Regions from separate parts of the Mus musculus genome. Here region 2 is linked to region 1. Evidence: chromatin contacts called from public HiChIP or PLAC-seq data. All regions are on one chromosome and are shown on one strand. The core of a region is the stretch at or near the end of the contact, and the rest is flanking DNA. Distances in the headings are between cores, read along the strand shown. Region 1 holds the start of Hck (hemopoietic cell kinase). Region 2 overlaps Hck (hemopoietic cell kinase).

Region 1 (5,683 bases), core at 469-2,968:
AGTGTTTAAATGCCAGGCCTTTGTCTCTAGGTGGATAATCGGGGACCGGGAGGTTGGAAGCAGGGGGTGACAATGTGTGTGTATAATACACTGCCTTCTGTCCCAACCGGACAGCTAGCTCTGTGACGCTGCCTTTATTGGCTTCTTTCCCATCTCAATCTCCTTCACTCAGTAGATAACAAGCATTGTTTACTGCTACACAGACTAATTTCACTTCTGTGTCCAAGTCAATTAAACCTGTTCAAGACTCGGTCTATTTTTAGAAATAGGGCATGAATATATTAAAATACATAGCAAACACATTAGTGTTGGGTGACTGGGATTTCTACGTGGGCTGGGGACCAGGCTGTGTAGGAGGCAGCTCTGGTTGTCAGAACTGCTACTGGGCCTAGCGGGTGGAACTCTAGAGCTGCTAACACCGCTCGCGCTCAGAATTCATACTTAAAACATAGTACTGCTAAACGCATGCCTACATGCACGCGTAAGCGAATGAATGAGAGATACTGGTGGTCTGGCCTGGCTAGAGGAGGGAGGACTCCTGTACGTTTCTGCAGGTGTGTGTTGCAGTTTAGAGAGTGTTGGTCCCTGTCGTTTTGAATGATGTCTCAGGCTGAGTGGAATATGCCATGCAAACAGGACCTCAGTGGTCTGCCAGTAAGACTTCCTCTCTTCAACTTGGGAGGTCCTCTGAGCAGTCCCATATTCAGCCCAGAATAAGGCAAAGAACTCCCGCGGGCGCCAGACTTTGCATGGAGTTTGAATAAGCGGTGGGTGGGCGGGTGGAGGGAAAACCGCTGCATGTGGGAGGGACCGAAGTGGAAGGGCGGTGGAGACCCACCAGAATCCTAGAGGGAGAGGTTAGACTTATCAGGGCGTGGTTAGACTTAAAGGGAGCTACATTCCTTCTGCGGCTGGTTTAGGATCTTTGAAAGGAAGGATAGGATCGGTTGATTGCTCCAGTGCAGGATTTAGGACCTATGGGATTAAGGTCTCGTAGGGGGCTGGTGGCTGTAGTACAAACTACGGAGAGAGAGGCCCTGGATTCCATTCTCTAGAACACACAAGCGCGCGCGCGCGCGCTCTCGAGATTAAAACCCTTTCAGAAAATTTGATTACAAATCTAGAGAATTTGTAGGGGTTAGGACTGGGAACAGAATAGAAAGTGAGATTGAAAATCTTTCCCCAGGAGGAGGCAGATGGTTTTGCAGGTAAAGACGCCTGGTGCCAAGCGTGGCTGCTTGAGTTCAGTCCCCGGAACTCGGAAGGTGGAAGGTAAGATCCTAGTCCTCCAAATTGTTCTCTAACCTCTACACCGCTCTGAGGCTCCAGGGTACTTACACACATACACGGAAACAATCAACCAGTCAAACAATAAACGTAAAATATTACAATTCTTTAGGGAATCCAAGGGTATTTGGTCTCTTAGGTAGGGGTCCAAAATCTCTGGGGATAGGGTTTAGAATCCTTTGGACAGGCTCATTACATCATGGGGGGCTTAAACGCACTAGTGGGGGAGGGGGACTGGGAATCTTGGGAGGGCGGGTCAAACCTTGGTGTCTGAGTAAGTCCTTCAAGGACTGGTTAGCGCCCTTGAGGACAGGGTTAGCAAAGAAATGCTGAAATTCTTTGGAGGTGAATTTAGAGCAGGAGACAAGAGAGCCAGAGTGGGAGTTAGGCTCTTAGAGGGCGGAGTCGGGGTATTTGGGGGCGGGGTTTGCATCACCCAGGGTGCGGCTAAGGCGCCCAGATGGCCAGTGAGCGCCACTGGGTTGCGGCTCCCAGCTTGCACTCCCCGCGGCGGCTCTCAGACGGGTGGGAGGGGACCAAAGTCGCCCGTGAAGGGGGCTCTGACCCGTTCCGAGCGCCAACGCAGCCTCTGTAGCCCGCAAGTCTTCGTCGCTTGCTCCGGGCTCTGAAGTCCGGGGCCACCAGGGGCCGCAGCGCTGGGGGGTCGGTCTAGCTGCGAGGATCCGGGCTGCCCACGAAGCGAAGGGCGGGCGCCCAGGTGAGTGCGGGGTGAGAGGGCGGGAATGGGACACACCCCCGTCCCCGAGAACGTGCAGACCTCGGGCTCCAGGGATCTGAGATCCTGGGCGAGCTGTGGGGGTGCCGAGGAAGGAAGAACCCGTCCTAGGAGCAACCGATCCCCGGCGGTGGGATGCGCAGTCTACGAAAGGTGGAGGGTACCCAGGTGGCCAGGTGAGGCGAATTGCCGCCACCCAGGGCGACCCTGGGATAGCCCTAGATAGAGGAAGCTCAGGCAGGGGAATGGCAGTGCTGAGCTGAGGCTTCTCTGTCTAACCAGGTTCCCCTTCTGCACACACACACACACACACACACACACACACCAAGAAGAAGAAGCTGGAGGGGAGGGAAAGGCCCGTTCAGTTCCCATTGATGGTGGGTGGGTGGCAGGTCACGCAGGTAGACAGCAGCCATGGCTAAAGGAACAGCCCGGCCAAGACAAGCCCATGCCTGCCACACCCAGGCCTGGCTATAGGTGTATATCTGAGTCCCCTCTTTTACATCTTCCCCTGCCTTCCCAGCTGAACCCCTAACAGGCGTACATCCAACTCCAGAACCTCTTACACAAAGACCACAATCTACCACCATCTCCTCTGTGTGACACTGGGGCATGTCACTGGCTACTCTCTGGATTCCAGCTTCCAACTCTGTAAAATGGGCTGTTTTACATTCATCTGAAGCTGAGTTGTCCAGAGAAGGGGAGCAGTGCTGCTGGGTACTGGAGAGAGAGCCTGGTTTGTCTGTGCCTCTGTTTGCATAGCTGCAGGATGGAGATGGTAAGAGGACAGGTTGAATGTTCCCTATCCAAACTACACCTGATCAGAGGGGTTTAGGATTTCCGAGTGTGGCAGAATTCTGTATGTCAAGTGCACAGCGAGGCATCCTGGAGTGAAAATTAGGTCTTAAAGAGACATTTGTGTATGTTACACGTGCTTCTGTATGTGTTCACTGGTTGGTGTGTACTCTGGGGTTCCTACACACGTGGAGGCCAGAGGACTCTATGTTGTTCTTCAAGCAAAGGCCACCTTGCTTTTGGAGACAGGGTCTATCATCGGCCTGGGGCTTTTGCTGGGTAGGTGAGGCCGGCTGATTAGTGGGTCCCAAGGGTCCTTCCTCCCAGCTGACTTTTTTCAGGAGTTCTGGGGGTTGTAACTCAGTTCCCCCTGTTTGCAAGGTACTCACTTTACCAACTGGGCTATCTTCCTGGCCCGAGATTTTCACACATTTCATTCTCATCCCTCAGAGATAACTAATGACACATTTTTAATGGCTCCTCCATTTTTACATCAATTGATAGCCTCAGATCAGGTGTGGACTTTCCCACTTGGACCATCCTGTCGGTGCCCAAAATGTCTCCGATTTTAGAGCATTTCGGATTTAGGCTTGTGGAAGTTCCCTTACTTTTGAAGGTGACATTAAACTGAAGGAAAGGGAGCCCAAGAGGTGACTCTGCATCTAAGAGCACTCACTGCTCTTTCCAAGGATGCTAGCTAAGTTCTCACCGATCGCTCACAACAACAGAAACACCTCACAGCTGCCTATAACTCTAGCTCCAGGGAATCTCATACCGTCTTTTGGGCTTGGTCTTGTAGGCACCTGCACACATGTGATCTCTCTCTCTCTCTCTCTCTCTCTCTCTCTCTCACACACACACACACACACACACACACACACACACAATCTGAAAGAGGGGCGGAGAAGAGAGAAAGATGGCTGAAGGAAAACTTTCAGAACCCTATTAGATGTTCTTTCCACTGTTCCCGTCCAGCCCGAGAGATTCTCACACCAGCATCACCAGGAAAGGGTGTTAAAATGTGCATTGCTAGGGCAACCACCAAAGGGAGGCCTAGGGAAAGATACTGAGAACTGGCAACCTCCGGGCTGCTGATGCTGCCCAGAAATCTCACTTTGAGAATCACTGCCCAAGCCTAGGACTGACCCAGAGAGGCCTCACAAGAGAGCAGTTGCTCTCTAGTGCCCTTCTCACCATGCCCCTTCTCTGGAGGAGGAAGGGTGCTGTTTAGTGGAATATGTGCCCATGTCCCAGGAACTCACCACCCAAAATTAACTAATTCACTAATGTCAGTGTGGGGGCATGTTTGCTTCAGACTTTAAAAAGTAAAATGACTAGGTGTAATGGGTAAAATCAAAGTCCCTGGTTTGGTTCCCTCTCAGTTCTCTCTTTCTACCTCTATAGGAGACACTGCTGTTGAAAACCAATCCTTCCAGTCTGTGTCTCCATAAACAAATGTGTCCTCTGTGGTGTAAAGATTATAGCAGAGCCCGATGTAGGAGCACACCTGCAACCCCAGAACTTGGGAGTAGAGGCAGGAGGAGCAAAAATTCAAGGTCATCTTTAGCTATAGCAAGAGTTTGGGGCCAGCCTGGGCTATGAGACCCTGTCTGTAACAAAATAAAACTTCAGTCAACAAGGGATGTATCCTGAAATCCTGGCAGATGCCTGAACTGTAGATAATACTGACTTCCTGTATATCTTTGCTTATATATGAAAGCCTTTCTTTGATAACTCTGAATTGATGGCATCACTAGTCCTGTGCCTAGGGTTATGATTTAAACAACAAGCATTGCCTGAATACATGCATAGAAACTAACGGGTAGGCAGCACATACTGCGTGGATCCATTGGAGAGCAGGGTGATTCCATCCTGGGGAGGACAGGGGTACACTGTGAGATTTCATCACTCTAACCAGAAGGGCGTGTGGCTTAAATCTTAGGGTTGCTTATTTTTGGAATTTCCCATGTGGTAGTTTCAGGCTGCGGTTCACTCTGGGCTTGAAACTGCAACCTCTGAGCGGACTGTATGGGAACTACTCTACACCAGTACTGATTTATGAGGCTCACCCGCAGTTTGTTTTCCCCCCGACTTATCAGATTGAGATCCATCAGGGCTGAGCACTTGAGGTCTAATTCATTTCTTCTAGCTGTAGCATGTTCATCCTGGCTGGTGACCTCTCCACAGTTTTTTCCCATCACCCATTGACAGATATTCAGGTTGCCTCCAATGTTACTCCAGTACTGCTGGGACCATCGTGTGTGTGTGTGTGTGTGTGTGTGTGTGTGTGTGTGTTTCTTGGGCACAGGTACAGCTGTTTCTTGAGGAAACACTATGGGAGTGGATGGCTCTCCATGTAGCAGTGTTTCCTGTCCCTTTTAATGAGAAGAGTATTGAGACTTGGAAAGTCACTTATGGAAGACAAAGAGAAGAGTCGGCTCTGAGGACCTCCTCACTCTTTCTATACTATGGCCTGGTTACCAGGGCACGTGCTCTCTGCTGTGACAAGCGTCAGTTGCCTGTTCACGATGCCTGATGCTTAGTACACAGCAAAAGCTGGCAGCATTAATTTTGTTACTTCGAAGTTGTTCTACACAACTTTCATTTAACATAGCATTTCTGGTGCCTCTGATGCTGCGGGTACAGTTTTTGTTCTACTTCGCTTAATTAAGCTGTTAGTATTTCCCCGTGTCATTAAGATTGCCTTGAATTTTGAAATGGTTATATAATATTCCATTTTGGGGTGCACCATTTTTAACCTCCCTGGGCTGATACATGGTTTTTCAACTTTTCTTTTTTATAATGTGTGTTATAAGTGTCTGTCTATACATATGTGTGTGCCTAGTGCCCTCAGAGGCTAGAAGA
Region 2 (6,007 bases), core at 468-2,967, 39 kb after region 1:
ATACACTTTAAATGTGTGGATTTTATGGCTTGTGCATTATATATCATTAAAGCTGTAAAATTCACTTATACCAACAAAGCTGTGAAGGGAGGTGGGGGGAGTGCTAGCTGAAGCAGGGAGGTACTGCCTCAGAATAGCTGGAAGGAGCCTTCTGAAGGGGCTACTTAGCTACAGATCATCAAAGTCAGACCTTAAGCATCTGTATACTTTAGCTGGGTCTAGAAGTGCAGGCTTGTAATGTAGGCTACTCTGGAGACATATCACAAGTTCAAGGTCTGCCAGGGTAGTTACTGACCCTGTCTCAAAATAAAAAGTAAAGGGGCTGTGGTTCTGTGGCAGAACACTTGCCTGACATGTGTATGGTACTAGACTCAGTCTCCAGTAACACACACACACACACACACACACACACACACACACACACACACACACACCATTGGATATGTTATGATTTGATGTTTAAACTAGGTACAAAAAAATAAAATGAAAAGTTGGATATATAATCTAAATCTGTAAAGAATAAGTGGGATATGGAGAGAACTCTCTAGATGTGGCTGAGGATGTGGCTTGGTGGCAGAGTGCCTACCAGGCATGCTCAAGATCTGGGTTTGAGCCTTAGTACCACATAAAAGAGAAGTATGACATAAAGAAAATGGCTGACTTAGAGTTGGGCTGTGAATCGCAGCATGCAGGAGGATACCATGGAGCCAACCCGGGATATGGAGACCCTGTCTCTCAAAAGGAAAGGAGAGTCTGGAGAGATGGCTCTGTGGTTAAGAGCACTTGCTGCTCTTGCAGAGGACCTGGGTCCTGGCACTCATATGTCGGCTCCCAATCATCTAATCCTAGTTCCATGGTTCCAATACCCTCTTTTGGATGCTGAGGGCACCAGACATGCATGTGGTACACATACATATATGCAGGCAAAATGCCCCTACATGTAAAATAAGTCATTTCAGGACCAGTTTTTTAAAAGAAAAGGAGTGGCAAATTGGCTGAGTGAAAGTGCCTGCTGCCAAGCTTGAGGTCCTGAGTTCAAGCCCCAGGATCCATGTAGTGGAAGGAAAGCACTGACTCCTGCTGGAGGCGTCCTCAAACCCTGACAAAAACTGACACTCCCACCCCTAGCAGCCACAACTGCTCAGCTAGGGGTGGGACTTCAGAGGCCAACTTCTCATCTCTGCTGGGATTTTGTCCAGTTGATCTTGTGCTGGTTTTGTGCAGGCAGACATAGCTTCTTCGAGGTCTGGTGTGTTATGGTCCTGTCATCCAGAAAATCCTCTTTTACAGCATTCCTCCACTGTCTATGGCTTTACAATCTCTCTACTGCCTCTTTCTGGATGATCTCTGAGCCTGGGAAGGGTGTGTGTGTGTGTGAGAGAGATGTGGATATTTCCTTTAGGGTTGAGACTTGTCAATACTTAATCACTTACTCGGCCATAATACAAGCGTCGCCGAATTCCAAAGAACATGCAGATGGTCTCTTAACTTAGCGGTTGCTTGGTATATGGTTTTAAAAATAGCTTTATGGGACACCTAAAAGCACTAGCATTTTCATCATACAAAGGGGCTAGCTTTAGGTGCTCAGGCCTGCGCTGGGACTTTAACCATCTTCTACCACAGTAACAAGAAAAGTGAATTAGGGAACAAAACAGACCCGGCCGAGCTGATGTGTCATCACCACTGCCAGGAAGTTGAAAAGACAGGGAGCATGAATTCAAATTAGCATCATGTGACAGGGGCCTCACATTAAGAGAGTAGCACAGGGGGAAAGCCTCCATTGCTAGTGTCAGCAGTGACACTGGCATCTTTCCACTTAGGATCCAACCCTAAGTGGAGGCAACAACAGAGTCAACATGGCAGTTTGGAGTGGAGCAAGAGTCCAGGGCTAAGTGTCCTCAGGCATCCCTAGGACTGGCCTTCCTCTGGTGCTGCTACTTTTGTGATGAAGCCAGTCAGGTTTATGTCCAGCTCTGAAAGGCTCCCAGGCTTATGGCTGTTTAGGGGGATATGTGCCTTATGGACATTAAGCCACTGGAGACGGTGGTCTAGCCTCTCTAGCCATGAAACCAAATGTCCCACTGAAGTCTTTGAAATGGAACTGCTTGCAGCCTTCTAGCTCCTTCCGCCCTACAGCCCTGCAGTTTGGCAACTGCTGTTCCTGCCCCTCAGCACTCAGCCTGTTTTCTGCCTGCCGTGATAAGGCATGGACAGGAGGTGGCAGCAGAGAGTGATTGAGAGCCTGGTCATTTATCTCCAGTGTTCTGATGGTACAGACATAGTTGCATTGAGAAGAAATGATACAAAGGTGGGCATGGTGGTACATGCCTCCAGTCTAGACACTAGGGAAGTGGGCAGAAAGACCAGGAAATCAAGGCCATCCTATCTAGGCTATGTAGTGAATTGAGAGCCTGTCTCATAAAAATGAGTGAGTGAGTGAGTGACTGAGTGACTGAGTGAGTGACTGAGTGAATGAATGCATGAATATGCTCTCCCTTTGGATTTTGATCTCTTTCCATGTCTATTAATATACTGTCCTCCCTCATGATGCTGAGCCAGGGCAGTGAGCTACAGCTCTGATTTAGCCAAGAGATCACCAGAAGAAACAAAAAAAGAAGCCATGATATGCAGTTGCTGAACTACAGTGTTCAGTAACTAAGTGTTCGAGGCATTTTTGACTTCTGCATTTTGCCTTACAGTGAGTGTATCGTAATCCTGAATCAAGGGGCAGTTATATATCCTATAGACCATGTTCACCAATTATACTTTAATTAAGACAAACACCCACAGACTGCTCATCAAATCCATTCTAGAGGGAGGAAGGGAAGAATAGGAAGGAAGGGACACTCTGACTAGGGCAAACCTCAGACGACAGCTGAAGTCCTCTCCTGCACGCCATAGCTGGGGAGTGGATGGGGTGAGGTATCAGCTGTGACCTAGACTCAAGCCCCCCGGAGATCACTTATCCCCAAAGACCTCTGGGTCTCCACTTATCAGCGTTAACATTTAACAGGCAGCAACTGAATCAAGGATGTAGCCCCCAGAGTGAGCTCCCACATTATATCCACTCCTCTTTGATCCAGTGTCTGTCCTCAAGACAAATGTCCCTTGGTAACATGGGTAACACATTGCAAGGAAATCGCTATTTGTAGAGGGCATGATTCCCCTCACCCTAGCAGAGCCCCAGCCCTCATTGCTCCTCAGTCTCACCGTGACTCTGCTCTGCTCAACCCTGCAGGAGCCAAGTTCCCCATCAAGTGGACAGCTCCTGAAGCCATCAACTTTGGTTCCTTCACCATCAAGTCAGATGTCTGGTCCTTTGGTATCCTGCTGATGGAAATTGTCACCTATGGCCGGATCCCTTACCCAGGTAGGAAAAGGGACATGGGCTTAGGGGTGTCTCCAGCCCAACCTGGCAATGGCCCATCTCGTCAGTATGTCTATTACACTCAGCTCTTGATCTTCCCCCAGTCCCTCTCCACCTTTCTCATATCAGAGGTACTGCCCTCCACCATCCCTCCGCTAGTGTAAGGGGTTGGCTGGCTATCTCCTCTTTCCCACACCTTACTGCACTCAAGCAATCGAAGTTCAGCTATTTGAGCAGGAGGTGGATGGGAAGATCTGGAGAAGTAGCATGAGGCTGAGAAGAAGTCAACTTTTTTTTTTTTTTTTTGAGACAAACTCTTACTCTGTAGCTCTGGCTAGCCTGGAGTTTGATATGCAGACCAGGCTGTCCTTGAAGTCCCAGAAACCCATCTGCCTCTGCCTCTGCCTCTGCCTCTGCCTCCCAAGTGCTGGGACGAAAGGTCTACAGCATCACACCTGGATGATCTCTACTTTTAAGAGATGTATACTTGAGGCTGGAGAGGTGGATCAGAGGTTAAGAGTACTTGCTCTCCCAGAGGATGAGGGTCCAGTTCCTAGCACCGATGTGGTAACTCACAACTATCTCATTCTAGTCCCAGGGGATCTGATGTCCTGTGATGGCCTATGAGGACACCCGTATACACATGGTGTATATATGCACACATATACATGGAGGAAGAACACTCATACACATAAAATACAAATAAATAAATAAATCTGAGGGGCAGGCCTCAGTTCCATGAGAATGGGTGAAAGTATGTGATCAAGGTGGCACACGGGCAGCTGGGGCAGGTGGTGGCACATGGGTACCTGGGGCAGGTGGTAGCACATGGGCAGCTGGGGCAGGTGGTGGCACATGGGTACCTGGGCCAGGTGTTGGCACATGGGCAGCTGGGACAGGTGTTGGCACATGGGCAGCGGGACAGGTGTTGGCATAGACAACAGAAATAAGCTGATGAACTGAGCCACATTTCAAAAGAAGCAAAGAGAGCCAAGGCTGGCTGTCCTGATAGTGAAGAAGCTGTGGAAATTTGGGGTGATTCACTAGAGAGGATGGCCGTCCAACTAAGATATTTAAAGTTTCTTGTTTTTGCTCTTAATCACTGACCCATCTCTTCAGCCCTAATCACAGAAGTTTAAAAAATACTAAAAATAAAAGTAAAGTTGGTAACCATAGTTATTTCATTGTTGTTTTTAGAGATAACAGATGTAAACTTAGAATAAGGAAATGATGGTGTTCAGAGTGACCTTGAATCTGGCTTTGGGGGGGCGGGTACACTAGTAAAATCCAGGCAGGCATAGTAGCCTGCACCCTTGGTTCTGGCAGAAGAAAAGGCAGGTGGATCTCAGTGAGTTTGAGACCAGCTGGCCTACACAGTGAGTTCTAGGATGGCCAGAGCTACGTAGTAAGACCCTGTCTCAAAAATAAATACAAACAAACGGATAGATAGATAAAACAACAGACCAAGATATGCAGAAACAGTAGGCTGGTTAATGTTCTGCCACCTTAAGAGGTCTGGCATTGCCAGATACTGATGGTGCATGCCTTTAACTCCAGCACCCAGGAGGCAAAGGCAGGCGAATCTCTTCAGTTTGAATTTGAGGCCAGCCTGGTCTACAGACTGAGTTCCAGGACAACCAATGCTACAAAGAGAAACCCTGTCTCAAAAACAAAAACAACAACAACAAAAGAGGTCTGGCATGTCTTGATGGCTGGACAAACTTAGCAATTGGACAGTTAGTTTCTGTCCCTTCCTCACACAGTTAGATGATAACTGCAGCTCCATTTGCTACCCCTCCCTAACACACACACACACACACACACACACACACACACACACACACACATTTAATTTCACTCCTCTTTTTCAGGTATGTCAAACCCAGAGGTGATTCGGGCACTAGAGCATGGGTACCGTATGCCTCGACCAGATAACTGTCCAGAAGAGCTCTACAATATCATGATCCGCTGCTGGAAGAACCGCCCCGAGGAACGGCCCACCTTTGAATACATCCAGAGTGTGCTGGATGACTTCTACACGGCCACTGAGAGCCAGTATCAGCAGCAGCCTTGACAGCAGTAAGGACATGAGCAGAGCCAGAAGCCCCATCAGTGCCTTGACACGCCCAACTTGCTGGGCCCACTCTCAGACACCACACCACACACACTGCAGCTGTTGAGTGGGTGGGAGGACTTCACAATCTCTTTCTGACTCTAGTCATCTGCAATCCGCCACTCTCAGGGCCTCCAAGTTGGTATGTCTCATTTGCCTGGAATGACTGAATTCAATCTATAGCTGTGATTTAAGTGGAAACTGTTAGAATAGTATTTAAATAAAAGATATGAATGTCAAAGGCTTTCCCCAAGGGTCAGCTTCTCTGTCTCCAAATGTGTTGGCCTTTCTGCTGTGTGGCATATCAGATGGAGAATGGCCTTCCCAGAGGCCAGAAGCATGAAGACAAGCGAGAATCCAGGTGGGGAGATGGCTCTGTCAGTTAGATGCTTTTCCTGTAAGTCCAGGACCCAAGTTCAATCTTCAGAACCTATGTAAGAATGCTGGATGTGCTGGTGTGCATTTATCATCCCTGTGAGGGGAGTAGAGACCAGAGGATGTCCAGACAGTCTGGCCTAATTGGCGAG

The links. HiChIP or PLAC-seq counts read pairs in DNA pulled down with a chosen protein or histone mark.
Region 2: a contact with region 1 is called in an H3K4me3 HiChIP or PLAC-seq map of bone marrow-derived macrophages, with 2.2 times the contacts expected there. The contact joins the enhancer-like site here to the promoter of Hck in region 1. A contact is called at or near these places in 2 of 39 promoter capture datasets (the HPC-7 cell line and trophoblast stem cells), 5 of 484 Hi-C or Micro-C datasets (the N1E-115 cell line, centrocytes, erythroblasts and 2 more), 8 of 115 datasets of contacts at active chromatin or transcription factors (the HPC-7 cell line, bone marrow-derived macrophages, embryonic fibroblasts and 3 more) and 3 of 9 other capture datasets (adipose tissue, liver and pancreatic islet).

Annotation. Positions count from the first base shown.
Region 1 is chr2:153,106,750-153,112,432 of GRCm38.p6, forward strand. It overlaps Hck (hemopoietic cell kinase), which reads left to right and starts at 1,719. Exons shown (of 13, transcript NM_010407.4): 1 at 1,719-2,005. The coding sequence starts at 1,944.
Region 2 is chr2:153,145,709-153,151,715 of GRCm38.p6, forward strand. Hck (hemopoietic cell kinase) reads left to right here. Exons shown (of 13, transcript NM_010407.4): 12 at 3,239-3,370; 13 at 5,239-5,733. The coding sequence ends at 5,441. Among named protein-coding and RNA genes, the nearest start is that of Tm9sf4, 13 kb to the right of the region's middle. Within about 2 kb of position 1,718, at least 36 of the 459 cell types and tissues checked have an H3K27ac peak or open chromatin away from gene starts, as enhancers often do. A contact at or near this core is called in the HPC-7 cell line, the N1E-115 cell line, bone marrow-derived macrophages and 2 more, where this site is marked.